Regions from separate parts of the Mus musculus genome. Here regions 2, 3 and 4 are each linked to region 1. Evidence: chromatin contacts called from public HiChIP or PLAC-seq, Micro-C and promoter capture Hi-C data. All regions are on one chromosome and are shown on one strand. The core of a region is the stretch at or near the end of the contact, and the rest is flanking DNA. Distances in the headings are between cores, read along the strand shown. Region 1 holds the start of Irf4 (interferon regulatory factor 4). Region 2 has its middle 39 kb from the start of Foxf2. Region 3 holds the start of Foxq1 (forkhead box Q1). Region 4 holds the start of G630018N14Rik (a long non-coding RNA gene).

Evidence for each region. Promoter capture Hi-C pulls out the DNA fragments that hold promoters and counts their contacts. A called contact is a pair of places that touch in the nucleus more often than the background predicts. HiChIP or PLAC-seq counts read pairs in DNA pulled down with a chosen protein or histone mark.
Region 2: a contact with region 1 is called in an H3K27ac HiChIP or PLAC-seq map of large pre-B cells, with 5 times the contacts expected there. The contact joins the enhancer-like site here to the promoter of Irf4 in region 1. A contact is called at or near these places in 6 of 39 promoter capture datasets (the 3T3-L1 cell line, the C10 cell line, embryonic stem cells and 1 more) and 2 of 115 datasets of contacts at active chromatin or transcription factors (embryonic stem cells and large pre-B cells).
Region 3: a contact with region 1 is called in a Micro-C map of embryonic stem cells, with 3 times the contacts expected there. The contact joins the promoter of Foxq1 here to the promoter of Irf4 in region 1. A contact is called at or near these places in 6 of 39 promoter capture datasets (cranial neural crest, embryonic stem cells, hippocampal neurons and 1 more), 8 of 484 Hi-C or Micro-C datasets (all in embryonic stem cells), 2 of 115 datasets of contacts at active chromatin or transcription factors (both in embryonic stem cells) and 1 of 9 other capture datasets (embryonic stem cells).
Region 4: a contact with region 1 is called in a promoter capture Hi-C map of neutrophils, with 3 times the contacts expected there. The contact joins the promoter of G630018N14Rik here to the promoter of Irf4 in region 1. A contact is called at or near these places in 2 of 39 promoter capture datasets (hippocampal neurons and neutrophils).

Annotation. Positions count from the first base shown.
Region 1 is chr13:30,746,760-30,751,124 of GRCm38.p6, forward strand. It overlaps Irf4 (interferon regulatory factor 4), which reads left to right and starts at 2,474. Exons shown (of 9, transcript NM_013674.2): 1 at 2,474-2,536; 2 at 3,789-4,036. The coding sequence starts at 3,821.
Region 2 is chr13:31,663,064-31,667,428 of GRCm38.p6, forward strand. No RefSeq gene overlaps it. Among named protein-coding and RNA genes, the nearest start is that of Foxf2, 39 kb to the left of the region's middle. Within about 2 kb of position 2,073, at least 9 of the 459 cell types and tissues checked have an H3K27ac peak or open chromatin away from gene starts, as enhancers often do.
Region 3 is chr13:31,556,416-31,560,780 of GRCm38.p6, forward strand. It overlaps Foxq1 (forkhead box Q1), which reads left to right and starts at 1,755. Exons shown (of 1, transcript NM_008239.4): 1 at 1,755-4,365. The coding sequence starts at 2,502. The coding sequence ends at 3,704.
Region 4 is chr13:31,406,634-31,410,998 of GRCm38.p6, forward strand. G630018N14Rik (a long non-coding RNA gene) reads right to left here and starts at 2,470. Exons shown (of 10, transcript XR_003950526.1): 1 at 2,145-2,470; 2 at 722-954; 3 at 285-342.

The DNA.
Region 1 (4,365 bases), core at 1,224-3,723:
AATTCTCAAAATACTGAGCTGCAGTCTAGCTTTTCTTACCGTCTTTTTATGGGAAGTATGAATGAAAAGTTTGCCCCATTCAGACCTCGATCACTGCTCAGTGGCTCCTTAGCCCAATAACATTAGTAATCTCCTCGGGGAGTATGGAGCTCTGCCTTTGGGACGGATGCTCAATTCACTAATTTCCTGTGACATTTTTCAAACAACAGTCCGCCATCTCACTGTGACATGTATCGATTTTCTTAAGTGTCAGTGCGAAAGAGGATGGGAAATTGCCTACTGGCAAAATTGTCCCCATTCTTTCAAGTCTGACTGTGATTTAAGAAGTTCTTAGTGGTCAGCTAGAAGGGCCCACCTGGCCATTCCTTCCTCTCCACCAGCAACAATGGGAGCATGTGATTCACAAGGGAATCACATTCAACTAAAAAGAGAAACCGGGGTATGCTGTTTGCAAGGAACGGTTGAAACTGGAACTCAATATGTCGTGTGGTGTGAAATAAATGTGTGTCTCACATGTTTTCCCATGCTGGGGGCAGGGGTAAGAAAGTAAAAGGCAGACTGGTTAAAGACATGGGGTGGGGAGGGCTGGAGGGACGAGTGGTAAGAAATGGCGACAGAGGAGATGAAGGTAATGTCATAATGAAACCCATCACTGCTGTGTGCAACTAATAGATGCTAATAAAATAGGAAGTTTTAATGATTTAGGTAGCTTATTGCTTGCATTCACCTCACTGTTAAACTATCACTTCTGGGGGATCCACACAACGAGCGAGCGAGTAAACCAGAAGATGGCGTTGAAGATTAGTAATCATATCTTTTAAACAAGATAACCATGTGAAGTCTCAAAAGGTTTCTTGTAATGACTGTTGTTTAAACTTCTGAAAACAGAGGATGTAGATTGGCTGAGGAAAATGTTGAAACCGCCTAAGTCAAGGTAGAAGACACGTGTGTCTAAGTGAAAAAAAGAAAAAAGAAAAAAAAAAAAAACCAAAAACCTCGGGTTGGCTGCTTCTGTCCTTAGTCTGTGCACGCTTTGAAGAAATGTAATTCCTCAGCAGCAAGGCTGTGCTATCTGAAGCTACAATCTCTGCTTTGCTCCGAGGTGTGTCTCTGGTGACCGGGATAGTTCCCGACAGACAGAAGGTGTTCAAAGAATATTTTTGAATGAATGAAACCCCAAAGGAAGAAGAGGGGAAAATGGGTGTGACCAAAATTTTCTTTGAACGAAACTCTGTTGTTTACTACCAGGGCTCTGACAATGGAAAACTAATTGGGGTGAAAGAACGACATGGCATCCTGTTAATTTCTGAGAAAGCCTGTTGATGTTAGGAAAAAAAAACATGCCGGTGGGCATCTCTGCACCAGTTTTCCTGTGGCCAAAATCAGATGTTTCTCCTAAAGTCCAGAACCCAGGATGGAAGATTAAAAGAAAAACTGAGAAACATGTGAAATGAAAAAGTTGTCAAATCTTTACAAACGCTCCAAGTTGACCTGTGGTGGTGGTAATCTAAAATGATACAGAAACTGGTAGTCTGCTTGCTTACCTGAAAACACCAAGATAACATATAAGCTCCAGGCATCCAAGCTGAGCTGGAGAAAGTCAGCGGCAAAAGCTCATGGAGTTTACATATGAAGGTCAAAGAAAACACGAAAATAAAGTAAAACCTTCAGTCAGCCTAGCTGTTCTATTTGGGGCATTGGTACCTCACCGGCAACTGCCTCCCACGAGGCTGAGGTTAAAATTATCATTTTAAGGTGAATTGACATCCGGAAGCGCGCTAACTACCTGAGTACTCAGGGATCCCCCATCTCTTTTATGTTGCCATGATTGAAACTTTGGGGACTGTGCTTGTCTGAGTCATCTCAATTCGTCGGTTTCATTCACCCAACATGTATAAGCGTTTCAAACACAGTATTTGGGCCACGGCTTATAAACTTGCCTTTCTATTTTTCTTTTTAGTGAGCGTGATATTCTCTAAACGCTCAGAGAGACAAGACTCCGCTTTGCCCAAGGATGCTCCCGACCTCTCTCAGTCTATCTCTTCTGTCACATGCTGTGAGAACCAAGTTCCCTGTGCTCCAGACTCTCCATCACTTCCCAACCTGGCCATGAGCAGTTAGTAGTTATCAGCTATGCTCAGTGCAGATTCCAGTATCCCCTTTGCATGCCTCCACCTTCACAGGAACGGGCCATACCGACTTGTCCCATCCGGTTGAGGATTTCTGAGTACATCAGAGTCCCCAGCCCCCTCCACAGGAGGAGCTGAAGAAAGCCAGGGTTTGTCTGAAGTGGGACAGCCCTTGACCCGGTGGGCTCTAGTCCGAAGCTCCTGTTCCTGCGGGACACCCAGGCACAAGGCAGAGGTGGGGGGCGGTCCTGGGTATGGGCAAGCCACGCCCTCTCAAGGCGGGGCCGAAGCGCCCGCCCTGCACTCCGCCTCCGGCTCTATAAAGTTCCTCTTTCTCACCTCACTTTCCTAGTTTCACCACTTGAACTTGGGACCCTTTGCTGCCCTCAGCTAAGAGTGCGGGTGAGGTAAGGCCTGTAGTCGGGCAGAAGGAGGAGTGTGAGGCTGGTGGCAGAGGAAGCCTGGCTTCCATCTCTGAGCCTGAGGGAGAATGCTGAGATAGCGGACCCAGGCTCCGCTCATCTACGCTGCCCTAGGACCTGTGCACTTCGGGTTTTGTATGAAGCTGTTTGGGTGGGAGTTCCAGAACATCCCCCACGGGCTGGGCGGGACGAGCTAATGGGACTGTGGTGTCATCAAAGGATCGCACTGGCCACAGCTTGTCCTCAGAGGGACAGCCTCTGACTCTCTCTGCTCCAGTGGAAAGCTCCTTTCCAGCCCTGGTTCCTAAAGGACCCAAACTCATCTAGGGCTCCAGAGCGTGATTCCTAGGCCGGGCAGCCAAGAAGAGCTGAGAGCTCCAAACTTAGGGTGCTCAGAGCCCCTTTCCCCGCATGCCCCTTCTTCACTTCTCTGGCAAGAGTGCTAGTGTTGCTGTCCGCAGCACCCCTTATTCCCAGCCTCGGCTTCATTCCTGCCAGGGTTCACGCTGACATTCTGCAGGTTGGAATCTCCTGTTTCTTGGCTGCGCTGCTTGCCCCATAACCAGACTTCCACTTGTTGCTTCCAGGACCCACGTGATGGTCTCTGGTTGGGTAGGCCTGGGGTTATTCCGAGGACAAAGTAAGGGTGTCATAGAAGAAAGTCAAGAGAGTAAGCTAGGTACCGCAAACCTGCATGGCAGGGACACAGGACCTGGACAAGGGCTAGTCCATGTGCCAGGTCCTTTTCGCCTGGGGCAGCCAGGGCAACCTAAACCCAGGAAGGGGCAAGTGTAGAAACAGTGAGGGAAAAGTGGGATGAAAGCTACTTGGATCCAGCACAGAGGGACGAGTGAGCAAAGTGAGCGCCCCAGCGTGGCGCAAGACTTGGGATCTGCAGAGAAGCTGTGTAGCTAGGAGCTTTCAACGGAGCGTGTTAATGTAAATGTAAATGAAGAAATTACCTAATTTTTTTAATAAAAGAAAGAACAGACAGGCAAAAAAAAAAGGAGGAGGAGGAGGAGGAGGAGGAGGATGGTGCGCGCCAAGGGATGCTCTCTATACCTTCGTCAAAGTACCTTCTCTTGGGGGACTTCGGAGACTCTGGCACTGCACCCGAGCACCTTGGCAGCCTCAGAGACTCGGGGCCTCGTGGGCACTGCAAGAGTTTGGGACGGGGCTTCCTCCCGCCTCCAAAGTGATGCGAAGGTAGTTGCAGGGAATGTGTGTCTCTCCTCAGCGCACAAGCCCAGGAGGAGGTCCGCACGCGTCATGAACTTGGAGACGGGCAGCCGGGGCTCAGAGTTCGGCATGAGCGCAGTGAGCTGCGGCAATGGGAAACTCCGACAGTGGTTGATCGACCAGATCGACAGCGGCAAGTACCCCGGGCTGGTGTGGGAGAACGAGGAGAAGAGCGTCTTCCGCATCCCGTGGAAACACGCGGGCAAGCAGGACTACAATCGTGAGGAGGACGCTGCCCTCTTCAAGGTTAGCAGCATTCAGGGATCCCTGGGCAGGGGTGGGGGTGGGGATGGGGAATCTGAAAGCTCTGAATGTCTGTGGCTCCCGGGCAAGGGACTAAGAGGTGGGCTCCTGCAAGGAGGAGGCCAGAGCATCAAGCATTGGACCCTGCTTAGGCAAAGTCCCCAGGAGAAGGGAAAGAGGTTGCAAACTCTCCGGGGATTGCATACACAAGAAACCAGGTCCCAATACTGTTTGTGTGGAGGAAAGAACTTCCAGCTTCAGGGGCATCTCTGGGGGACCGAGGTTCCGTTTGCATAGCCCATTCGCTGTTTCCTGCCACCACCACCGACTGC
Region 2 (4,365 bases), core at 823-3,322, 920 kb after region 1:
GCTACTTTTCTCTAGCACCCGTTCTGCCTGTGACTGCACACCTGATGCTTGTCTGCCACCAGACTGGTTTATGAGCAGTCTTGCTTTTCAATGAAGTGTGGACTTACAACATCTGATCCTTTCCCTCTGCTCAGAGGTGGGCTATCCTCCATCAGCAGGGTTATGCTTATTGTGTGCAGGATCCATACAGAGCAGAAACAGCACAAAAAAGTGCCGGGAATCTACACCTCATAGAGATTGAGCCACTATTCCAGACATCTCTGTATGACTGAAGGTGACCCGTTTTAGAGGAACATAATCTGGATGCATGCTCCTGGAGAGATAATTCTCCATTTATCCACCCGGATGTTGCAGACAACATTGTCATTTCACAGGCCCCAGAAGAAGTTCTGATAGTACAAACAGCTTGCAAGCATCCTCTGGGGAGTGTGCGGCTTTGCTTGTACTGGTGTTTCCTTAGGGGACATAGCTTAGGGTACATGGGGTACCACGTGCAGTACACAGGCGCTATGCAACTTTTCACCCCACTGATTTCTCACCAGCTCCCATTTCCTAGGCTCAGGAGCCAGTGGATTTGATGTCCTGTTGTCTTTTGTCAGTCTGATGCGCCAACAAAACAGACTGATTTCCTTCTCTGTTCTTAATGAGTGTCTGCTGGGCAATTTGTTATTTGCCTGTTCTAACACATTTTCTACATTTTCATTTCCATTTCCTTTTTTCCGTTTCTTTAGTGAGTTCTTTACTTCACAGTAAAGTTACTCCATTGCCATGTGAGTTACAGATATTTTTCATCCATTTAGTTTTCAACACGCTTACTTATAAAGTCGTGTTTCTTTTGTACATCCTCAAATCGAGGGAATCAGGGGGTTTTGACCTCCTTCAGCCAAGATTATGAACTTATTCACTCACATCTCCTTACAATATTTTAGTTTGTGTAGTTATGATGTTCAGTAAAAGTGATGGGCAGCCAATGAGCTGAACCAGGCTCTTGCGTTGGGCTCTACTGACCAGATAAGACCAAACCAAAATGGAGTCTACCATGTCACTGATCACAGAATAAAACTAAACAGCGAGCAGGTAGGCAGATCCCCACACAAACCATCCCCAGCATGAGAGTCTAGTTTCTTAAGCTAGGACAGGCAAACCCTCTCTACATGCACCTCTGTGAGTGGCCTGGGGTGGGGGCGGGGCTCCAATGCCACCACCCTACCTCCGTGTTCACACTGTCCTTCCAGTGATCAGAAGGACGTCCCATTGGGCAACATAGAAACACAGATAAAAGCCATTTAGATCTACAACTCAGGGTGTTATAATATTGACTTAAGCCATAATTCAATTCAGCCCTCGACTCAACTGGATTTTACTTTTACACGAGGTCTAAAGTAGCCTTCTACCACACCGAAGGTTGGATAATTGTTTTCTTAACTCAAACAGGATATAATATATTTAAAATTTTGTTATATTTAAATATTAAATTAAATAAAACTGGCTTTAAGTGTATACAGGCTTGCTTTGTTTTTGGGGTGCTGGGGATGGAACCCAGGGTTCTATTCATGCCATGAAAGTGCTCCACCAGTGGCCTGCATCTCCAGATCCATCAGCTAGGTTCTTAAGTGACTATCATCACAAAGCTGAAATAAACTGAAATCGTTTAAGCTAAAACAAACCCTTTCCTTCCCAAGTTGCTTTTGGTCATGGTGTTTAATCAAAACAATAGGAACCCTAACTAAGACAACAATTTTGGTGGTTCTACCCCAAATTGGGTGACCCAGCACTTCTCTAGTAGGGATATAGGATGGAAATGTTGGGACAAGAGTATAGCAGAACAAAACACATTGTGGCCAGAAGATAGAAAAAGAGAATAGACACAGGGTTCCATAGTTTCCTCGAGAGCACAATCTTTGGAGGTTCTCACAACCACTGCATGGGCAAGAAAGAAAGAGAGGGAGAAGGAGAAGGGTGAGGGAGGTGGAGGGATGGGGAGAGAGACTAACTGTCCTCGCTGGGTGGTACCACTTCCCAAAGTGACTCTCTGGGGACCAAGTCATTAGTATATGGGCCTCTGGAGACATTCTCTGTCTAACCTACAGCAGCTTCCGTCACTGGGCGTTAGCAGGAGATACAGCTATGCTGCAGTTGGGCTTCTCCAGCCTGTCATGGTTCAGTAAATTCTAATGTAGCATGTTTTCTCCCTTCATACACCAGTTGAAGGGCATGTGAGACGTTTTTTCTCATTATAAGCAGAGTTGCTGTGAACTTCTGCCTACAGGATATTATTGTTATTATTACTATTATTAGAGCATGTGTTTTCCTCTTTCTTGGGCGTGCACCTGGAGAGGGGGACATCACTGGTTTCTATCACAGAGGAGGCTACCTCTGGAAGAGGCAAAGTGCTCCAGTCACTAGAGTTGGCGCTTGGTTTTCCATTGCTTCATGGTTTTGAGTTTTTCTTAATTTATTCAAACAGCCACGTTGCCCATCATTTGCATTTCCCTAGTGGCTTACAGTATTGACGATCCTTTCATGTGTTTATCCGCAGCTTGTTAGATCTTTGGTATCCCCCTTCCAATCTACGCCAAAACTCATTAGCTTTTCCCCCCTTTCCTTTGTTTGAGTAGAGAGAGTGTTTTTCTATGCACAGTGAGATCTGGGAGACTCTTTTTCTGGATTTTCTGTTCCTGCCCATGAATCCAGTTGTCTGTCCCTGGGCCAGGACCACACTGTTTTTTTTATTGCTATAGCTGTTTTAGTATCATAAGAGCATATTTCATTTGTGTAAGACAAGTCTTCCCTTCTTTTTCAAGATGGTGCTCAGTTATTTTCAAATATTTATTTTTCTAGCTCAACAGTAACACAATTTTTATTAAGTTCTCCCAGAATACCAGTGGGACATTGACCTGAAGTGCTACTAAATTCATTTAGGGTTAACGATCTTTATGGTCCTAGAACCCTTCTAGCATAAGAGCAGACATAGCATACCTCTTATTAATTATTAGTCTGCATTTGTGTTGGATGGCTTGCATCCTCTCCTTGTTCATACACTCACGGGAGTCCTCACTAAAACAGAAGTGAGAGCAGGGCACACTGGCAGGACTTGGTGAAGCCAGGAGCTAGGAGGGCTAGAGACTGCATTGTTGGTGACGGTTTATGTATCTGCTTGTTTCAGCTATTGGCTCTTACAGCGTTAAATTTGAGGATTAGAACAACAGAAGCTCCCCCTCCCCCCATACAGTTATGGCGCCACCTCTGGATGCAGCCCATAACTCTTAGAAATGAATGGAGTTCCTTTCAGCTCATTTTTTACCAAGGGAGAGCTGACCGCTAGCAGAAGGGACCACATTGCTACTGTGGATTAGGACCCATCCATCATTTCTGACATGATGAACAGCTTCTGAGATTTCAGAAAATATAAACACAGCCCCAGGTCGATACCTTTGAAAGGAGATGCTTAGCCTGATGCTTAGCAAAAGAATTGGGGCAAATATTTGTACTGAAAGTGACAGGCCCTTCCCAGGTTCCACTGCCCAACAGTCCCTTGCACAGTCTGCAGTTCACTTTCAAGACACTGATTTCCGTTACCTTCAGTTTTAGAGGCAGAAAGTGGCTCTAACCTACCAGACTCTATTAGCATCCAAAGACATCAGTGCCTCAGTTTCTTTGAAGAAGGTTGATCCAGCAACTTTTTGCCTCCTGGAGGCTTCCGGGAATAATTCAGGTAAGAATTACAGCAGAATTTGTATAACCATTTCAGCCACAGTGGAGGGAGGTTTGGCTTTCTTATGAAGAAACCCGAGGTCACATAACTTAAGTGAGAAGAAAGTGTGTGTGTTCCTCGTAGTTTATTTATATGTAGTCAGCTCCATGAAATGGTCAAGGTTCAGGCTCCTCCTCCCTTACAGCTTTGCCGTCCTTCAGGAGTCTCACTTATTCATGTGGTCTCACTGTGAGCCCATGTGACATTACAGCCATTGGGAATGAACAGACATGCATTATTTCATACCTTCTAAAGCTCGGGAATCTAGACCTGGCAGAACTGAGTCCCACTGGCTCCAGGTCCCTTAGGAACTATCAGAGACGCTGTCAGGGCCAATCATTCTCATATGAAGCTTTCCCTGGGAAAGGACAGGATGGGGTTAATGCAGGTCCCACAACAGAGAGCCCTAGCCCCTCCTGATTGTGGGACAGAGGCTGTCTTCAGTCTACATAAGCATAGACAGGCTTGCAGACTAGCAGTAGACTTTCCAGAAAAGAAGCAAGCAAACAAGATGGAAGACACAGCCTTTGATAATCTAACCCTGGAAGGGACACTTTTCCCCCATCTGAGGCAGGATACAGTGAAGACATATCCAGTTTCTTTGGGCCAAC
Region 3 (4,365 bases), core at 505-3,004, 810 kb after region 1:
AGTAGAAAGAGTTGCCCCACCCTCACCCCAGCTGAGAATTCTCCATCCTCCTCTCCTCCCCCATCACAAGCTCCAAACCCAACAGTCAGCTTAATAGGGACGAGGAATAGGCATTTCCTCGCCTAACCAAGATCAAGGTAAGGAGAGTATCTGCTGCAGCTAGTGAGAGGTGGTGACGGATGAAGTGCGGGACTGGCAGTGAGGTGGACTGGCAGTGAGTGGATTAGCAGCCACTGGTGTTCCTAGGCCTGGAATCTCCCTATTGCCTATTGCCTATTGAGTCTTAACCCTCCTAAATGTATCTCCTCCATAAAACAGGCACGCTGAGTTCAAATAAGGACAACCTTCATTAACAATGTCTTTTATCCCTGGCCAAATCAATGCTTTGTCACCTTGCACTGGGCTAATTCTCATCCCAACGCACTCCCCTGGCCAGGACCTAGGGACCATCCATTTGCGGGCAGGAGCTAAGAGGAACCCCTTGAAAGAGGCTGTTTTTCGAGGCTGGAGGAACGCACCACGTGGTAAACAGTTACTCCCTGCATACTACAAAACATCAGATTCCTGCTGGCTGTCAAGATGCCCACTGCATTCTGAGCGCCTTTACGGCTTCTTGACTTAAGAGAAGAGAAGCTTGTGTATGCTTTCCACACAAATGGTGGAAAGTAATAAAATAAACTTCAAACATGCTCTCCCACATAGTCGCAGCCTCAACATTATTCGCAACAAAAGCAGGAAGAAGGAGGAAGCTGGCGTGGTAGGCATAGGGTCAAAAGTGCACCCTTCCTAGTGCAAGGCCCCTTTCCTTGGAGAACTGACACAGAGTTGTCAGGGAGTCGGAGGAGTTGCAGAAGAGGCCTCCTTTCCTGTTTGACACCCGTGCCACTAAAGCCAAGGCAAGTTCTAGAGCACAGTTGCAGACAAATAGCGATAAACACGCCTTGCCTTTGCCTCATGCCCCAAGGAACACACATCCTCCCGTGATTCTTGTTGATTGCTAGACCCGGGCACTGCATGGCTGTGGGCAAAGCCCACGTCACAAGACTTCGGAAGGGACTCAAGGCAGGCAGAGCCGGGCACCTCTCTTGCAAAGCGGCCTCCCGGTAAAAGTATGGGGCGTTGCCTCCTTCCCCCCAGAGCCTCCAGCCAGGTATGACAAAATAAAAGTGAAAGTCGGAAGCCGGCTAAGAAACAAGAGGCACGATCAACCAAAAAGAATCATAGAATTTCAAGCTCGTGGTTTTTACTTGTTACAAGGGGTAAAGTTGGCCATAGAGAGGAAGTAAGAGGAAGGGCACGAAAGAGGTCAATGCAAAGGCTGTTCCACGGGGTGTCTGCAGTTCAGCGATTCAATTATCACCAGGGATTTCCTTTCCTAAGAATATTGGCTCTCCTTGCCAAAAAAATCCGCAGGCTGCACGCAGCGCGCAGCTCAGGACGGCGGCCAGACCTATGCAACCAGTCCCTCGGCCTAAGCCCTTTTAGGTGTCTCTCTGGAGCGTCCAAAAAGTGTCAGCTCTACCAGGTATAGGAGAGCAATCGTCTTGGTGAGTCCGGGGGGCGCAGAAACCCACTCGGTGGCCGCGGGAAGCCAGAAGCTCCTACCTGCGCAGCGGGGCGGGCGGGGCAGCCGCACAGGCGCGCACACTCGCGCGCACACCCTAGCCGTGCGCTCGCTCCCCATTGGCGAGACCGAAAGGGCGGGGCCGGCCAGACCCAAAACAAACAACCTGCGCCCGCGGAGACTCTGTGGCCGCGCCGCCGCGTGGCCTCGGCCTGATGAACGCCTTGGGGGGAGCCGCGGCCACCTCGGCCACCTAGTTCCCCCACCCCCTGGCCGTGGGCGCCCAGGCCCCGCCCGCGCGGAGCCGCCGCAGGGTTATATTGGGCCGGACCGAAGGTGGAGGCGAGATTCTGCTGCGGCCGGCCAGCGCGGACATGCTGCCCGGGAAGCCGGGGGTGGCAAGGCGGCTGCGGGTGCGGCGGCCTCGAAGACTCCTTTCTATGGGCTCTCGAGGCTGAAGACGTCCTATCCTCAAAAGTAGCGGGTGCGCCAGCAGACGTCAGGTCGGTGCCTGAGACCTAGACATCCAGCGAAGGAACACTTTTGGACGCCCAGACCGATAGCATAAGCGCCGGCTCGGTCCTCCCAGCACGAAATCCTAAGGCTGGTGTGTCCTGGCCCCCGCTTCGCAGGGTGGCCCCTCATTCCTCGCTTGTCTTCCGCTCAAAGTCTCTAAACCTCGGAGTAAGGACAGCACTGCACCAACTTCTATCACTCCACTCCTCACTTCACCCAACAATCAAAACCCCTCCCAAAAAAAATCCCAGCGGAGGAGAACCTTTCGGAAAAGCGTCTCTCTCGGAAAGACGCAGGAGCGGTCCCTCCCAGGAGAAGACAGACTCAGCGGGCCACGGGATCGCCACTCCGGGCGCCACTCGCTTCCTACGACCTCGCAGGAAAGGGGTAACTGTGCCGGACTGGAAGCACCAGCGCCGGCATGAAATTGGAGGTGTTCGTCCCACGCGCAGCCCACGGGGACAAAATGGGCAGCGATCTGGAGGGGGCCGGCAGCAGCGACGTGCCATCTCCACTGTCCGCGGCTGGTGACGACTCCTTAGGCTCAGACGGGGACTGTGCAGCCAACAGCCCGGCGGCGGGCAGCGGCGCCGGGGATCTGGAAGGTGGCGGCGGCGAGAGGAATTCGAGTGGCGGGCCGAGCGCCCAAGACGGTCCGGAGGCAACTGATGACAGCAGAACGCAGGCCTCCGCGGCAGGGCCGTGCGCGGGCGGCGTGGGCGGCGGCGAGGGCGCGCGCAGCAAGCCGTACACGCGGCGGCCCAAGCCCCCATACTCCTACATCGCTCTCATCGCCATGGCCATCCGCGACTCCGCGGGCGGACGCCTGACACTGGCCGAGATCAACGAGTACCTCATGGGCAAGTTCCCCTTTTTCCGGGGCAGCTACACGGGCTGGCGCAACTCCGTGCGCCACAACCTCTCGCTCAACGACTGTTTCGTCAAGGTGCTGCGCGACCCCTCGCGGCCCTGGGGCAAGGACAACTACTGGATGCTCAACCCCAACAGCGAATACACCTTCGCCGACGGGGTCTTCCGCCGCCGCCGCAAGCGCCTCAGCCACCGGACCACAGTCTCCGCGTCCGGGCTGCGGCCGGAGGAAGCCCCACCCGGACCTGCCGGGACCCCGCAGCCCGCGCCCGCCGCCCGCTCCTCCCCGATCGCGCGCTCGCCGGCTCGCCAGGAGGAGCGCTCCAGCCCTGCGAGCAAGTTCTCCAGCTCCTTCGCCATCGACAGCATTCTCAGCAAGCCTTTTCGCAGCCGCCGCGACGGCGACTCGGCTCTGGGGGTGCAGCTACCCTGGGGCGCCGCTCCCTGCCCGCCGCTGCGCGCCTATCCCGCGCTCCTTCCCGCGGCGCCCGGTGGCGCTCTGCTACCGCTCTGTGCTTACGGCGCAAGCGAGCCTACGCTGCTGGCGTCGCGCGGGACCGAGGTGCAGCCCGCGGCGCCCCTTCTGCTGGCGCCCCTCTCCACCGCGGCTCCAGCCAAGCCATTCCGAGGTCCGGAGACCGCCGGCGCGGCGCACCTGTACTGCCCCCTACGGCTGCCCACGGCCCTGCAGGCGGCAGCGGCCTGCGGTCCCGGTCCGCACCTGTCCTACCCGGTGGAGACTCTGCTAGCTTGACAGGAGCTCTGTGCTCAGCAGAAGGGGTGCTGAGCAGGGTGGAGTTGGGGGCGCCTTTTGTTGAGGAGGTTGGAATGTGGGCTCTAGGGCTGTGCACTTTCCACTTTCCGGAGGAATAGAGTTTTTCTTTTTTTCAACTCTCCATCAAATGTGCCTTAAAGTTAAGCATTTTGACCCAAGTGTTTTAACTTAGTCCAGAATAGTTTCCTTTGTCTTTTGTAACTTTACAGAGGATCAAAGCCGTTCTTTTCCATTTCTTGGCCAGGCCTGTACTCTCCCGCATAGAGGCTTTCCTTTCCCTCCTATTTGCGTCACGCCTTCCACTGATTTACCTTCCCCACCCATAAAAAAGAAAAAGAAAAATACATCAGGGAACCACTCCATGGGGTAAATGATGACTACTGTTTGGGGTTTTGAGACCCCGCTGTGTAAATGTGTGTCTTTCACAGGAGTGACTGCTGCGTGTAAGAGAGCTGTCAATCAAACTTATGGTCATTTTCTTTGCTAACAACCAATGCTTCACTGTGCCAAAAAAAAAAAAAAAGAGGGAAATGTTGTTGGGTTTTTGTAATTAAATTATTTATATATTTTTGAAACCTGAATTGAAATGTTGCAGGCAACGGCTACAGCTTTATTAGTGGTTACCTAACTGTGGTCTTCT
Region 4 (4,365 bases), core at 1,220-3,719, 660 kb after region 1:
AAAGGTTCTAGTACAAGAGTTAAACCTATCACAAAAGTTCTTACCTTGATCAAAGCATACTGAAAAAATATAATTTGTAAACAGTGATGCTTAGAAATAATTTCCTGAGGCTATAAAAATCCCTACCATTAGACAGCACATGGAAATACAATGGCTTTTCAAGTTCTAAGAGAGGAAGAAGATCTTCTTTTACTTAACACTGCTGCAACAACTGGATTCAACATGGAGAACAAGGGAAACACAGAAGAGAACCCCAAAGTGGGCTGAAGGGTAGGAATACCTACCAAGGTGGAGTCCAGAGCCTTAGACCAGTCTGTGAATCCTCGGGACCAATCTGTGTAACTGAGATTAAACAAAAAACACAATGTTTCCCAGAAGAGCATACCATAATTCAGAGTTTCTACATCAAACCATTTATAACATCCACAAGAAACTCAAGAGGCGCCTCAATGTAGTCTGACCCACAATGACTAAGATTCATAATTAGCAGACAAAATGGTTTGTTTTAACAAGAAGGAAAAAAATAAATCTTTGCAAAACTCAAGCCCCATTTAAGATGCATATTTTCACTCAATTAAGAAGGCACTTCCTATAATCAGACAAAGAATAGATGATATTAAAATTGGGTCATATAACTAACAGTTTCTTCTAGGTGGATCACTGATATATAACAACAGGTTATACTCTGTCAGGATTTTAAGATTGTCCAATTAAACCTTACCTTTTAAAATTGTGTCTCCAAAACATGCATGTATTATCCAAAAAACACACATATTTCCTTGGTCAGACATTCGTATTTTATACAGATGGTCATTGTTTGAGAAGAATCAACTTAAAATGATATTTTGGTGTTGTTCTAGGATATAAAGGCGTGTACCTATAGCTAATAATAACAGTTCCTCAAGCTCATCAGAGAAATAGATGCTGATAAAGAACCAAAGGGAACTACTGGATCTGAAAAATATAAAACCAAAATTAATCTTATAATGGAGAGGACAAAAGATGCTGGTAAACTTGAGTGTACAATAGGGTTTCACAAAGCTGAAAACCAGAGGGAGCAACATGGAGAATAAGCAAGCTAAGAAGCTATGACAAAATCAAAACTGGTCCGGTAGATGCTGTGTAGGAAAACAAACAAAACAACCAAAAACCAGAACAACATCTGAGTAATGAATGCTATTAGTTCCTCCAGTAAGGTAAAGACTTGTACTTTACATCTTCTTGAAGATGTAGAGTCAAAGAATCCAGACCGTGAGTGCATAGAACACCCTCCTTCCAATGCTCTCAACTGCATTGCTTTGATACGGCTGAGGTTAGAAAACACAGGTCCATCCTTTTTGTCCTCACTGGGCATGATCAGAACATTTTGTTTTAGGACATCACAACTCCTAAAATGTTTTAATTCCACGTATAAGAATTTTAAGATAATTTTGAACTACAAAGCAAGCACTGATATTGAACTGTCCTTATACCCCAGACCATGGGCTGAGGTTGTAAGTCATGAATTTAAGATGGCCTCAAAGAGAAACCAAGTTTAATATAGTAAGTAGAGACCCTCTGAAACTCAGTAGCTTCCCTCTTCCAAATGGAGATCTTAAGTTTGTATCAGGCGAGGCTGTGCCATTGGACATTTGTCTCCTGTTTATCTATGCCAACTGCCTGGTCTTGGATACCAGGAATGACCTCTCTGATCTTAGCATGACTCTTCTTGCTTTACAGAGAGCTGTGAATCAACATTAGATGTTCAGGGCATCTGGAGACTGTAAAATTGCAAAATCACCAAAGTTCTTCGACTATCATCACTTTGGCATATCCAGCTCCTGAGCAAATGTGGGTATTGTGCACTCTGTTGCTTTCCAGATATTTCTCTGTATCAAAGAGCCTCATCTTTTCAACAAGCTGCAAATTAGCTTTTCAACTGAGGCCAATGATAGGCATTTGTTTGGCCTATAGCACAGGCAGCAGGGTGTGGCAAAGGGTCTGATCATTTCTCTCCTCTCACAAATGATACTAGGTCCCCCTGCCAACAATGATCCCCTTTTTGCAGGCTTCATTGCAGATAGTAGGGAGGCCACACTTCCCTCATTTACTAAATATCTCTACTATTGCCATCATCATAATCTGAAAGAATTTAAACAACGTACCGTGCTTTGCACAAAGGTGTGAGCTGCCAAAGGCTCTGGGCTGGAGGTTAGTCATCCGCACTGTCAGTTTTACTCATTGACTTTGGCAGAAACGTCCATTTCAGTGGGGAAGAATCTGCGCATCAGCTGGGACATGTGATCTCTCAGCGTCATTGCCAGTGCCAGCTCGTAGTAAATTAGGCGCCAAACTTATTAATAGTGATGAATCCATTAGAGCTGACAGGCGCCTGGCTGTGCTGCCTCAAATTAACCCATGAGTGGTCAGAAGCACTGCCGGTAAGCAAGCTCAAAGGCAGATAGAGCCTTAAGGGAGCTAATGTAAAGAACTGAAAGAGAACAGACAGACAGACATGCTTGCTTCTGACTGAGGAGCTGAGCTAAAATTAGGCATACTTATGGCTTGGCACAAAACCTTAGATTACTGTAAAAACAGGACATTAAAAAAAAAAAAAACCTTCACAACTTGGCATAATTGGACTCTCCCTTTTTGCTTGAAACACTTCTCCTTAATGGCATGAAGCATTCAAGAAGAAATGCCAGAGACCCACCCTGGGGTTGGTCCGTCTGTTGGCAGCAGGCCCACCTGAATTAAATTTGGTTTATGGAAATTATTGCAAGCACTTGAAGACTTTGAAAAGTGATTAATATATTTCAAGCCATATGCATATACTTAGAGAAGCCAAGGGGAACTCTTAAAGAGCACACAAATGAACCCCGAGATAGGGTGTGGACTGGGACAGAGAGATGCTTCCATAAGGACATGCGGACAATTTGAAAGCATCCTGATAAACATGAAGGAGCTTGAAGCCTGGCAGCTATATACAGCTTCTGTCCATAAGTGCAGTGTAATATGCTATAACCATCTTAAACAACACAGCCTTCTTTACAGGGAGTAAATCAAACTTTTAAATAGTTTTCTGGTATGTCCAATCAGGCAAAACGCAAAATTCCCTCAGAGTGGAGTTAACCAGTCATAGCATCTTTCATTTTAATGCTCCACCGCAAATTTCATATCTTCAATTCGAGCAGTATTCACTCTCAGGATAGTCAGATATTTGAAAGTTTGGAGTTTGTAAGACAGAAGTGTCATTCATAGTGAGAGATTACAGTCCTAGAAACTTGTGGTATGAACCACAGAACTAAGGAGAAACTTCAGCTCTACTAGTCAAATGTGCTGCAGCACAGCTCTGCTCCACAGTGAGCATTCCTAACAAAAGAAGATGATAGGATACAGATCGTCATGGACTTCATAGGTGCTGGTTCTGCAGAAATATGATGCATATTATTGTTTGAAAGAGCTAAGAATGACTCAATTCAAAAGAACATATCTGCCATCAATAGAGACATCTTTGAGAACACAACATAGCTGGTGTATTTCTCTTACACCTACATTGTTAAAATCTGTTGCCCCATACCTATTATCATGGTGGCCCCCAAATAAAGATAGGATTGAGTCTTTTCTACAGGGAAGGTATCTCCCTGCCTTTGTCCCTAAACTGAATGCCCTCCTGGGCAGTGTCCTCTTGGCTTCTGTTTCCATCATCTTTCTTCTCAGCATCCACTGTTTCAATGTGATGATCCAAGCCCAGCAACCCTGGAGCCGCAGTGATTTTATTTATCCCACATCCTATCCAGTACCCTAAAAAATTCGTGAAAGAATTTGCCTTAGAGAGACAGAACACCAATGCACAGTGACTGCCCAAACCTAGCTGCCTGTTACTTATGCTGAAAAAGGTCTATAGCTGATGGTTCAGTTCAAATCATGAAGATTGTAGAGAGATCCTATTTGCAGTTCCTGAGTTTCTTGTTTTCCTACCCAAATTCCATCCTATTGTATAATTACATGATTTCTACCAGGAATGAAATCTTTGTGACATAGATAAACTAAATTCCTTTTTGACATTTAAGATAATCAACATTGAATCCTTATACATTTTCCTAAGCTTAAGGTTTCTGCACAGAGGATAGTTTCACTTCCTTGACAGGCTCACATAGCTGTCTATCAACATACCAAAGATGGACTCTGTCGTGGCCCAGAGGCTGTATCTCTTCACTCATTAGCTCAAAATTTGATAGTGCCAAATTCAAATTTTTACATATCTGATTATTTTTAAATTAGCCCAAAGCAAGCATATTTTTTCACCAGTCAGAGTCTGCCTGCTTGCATGCCATACACAACCTCATTCTGACAATGTTTAAGCCACTAAAAAATATATATATC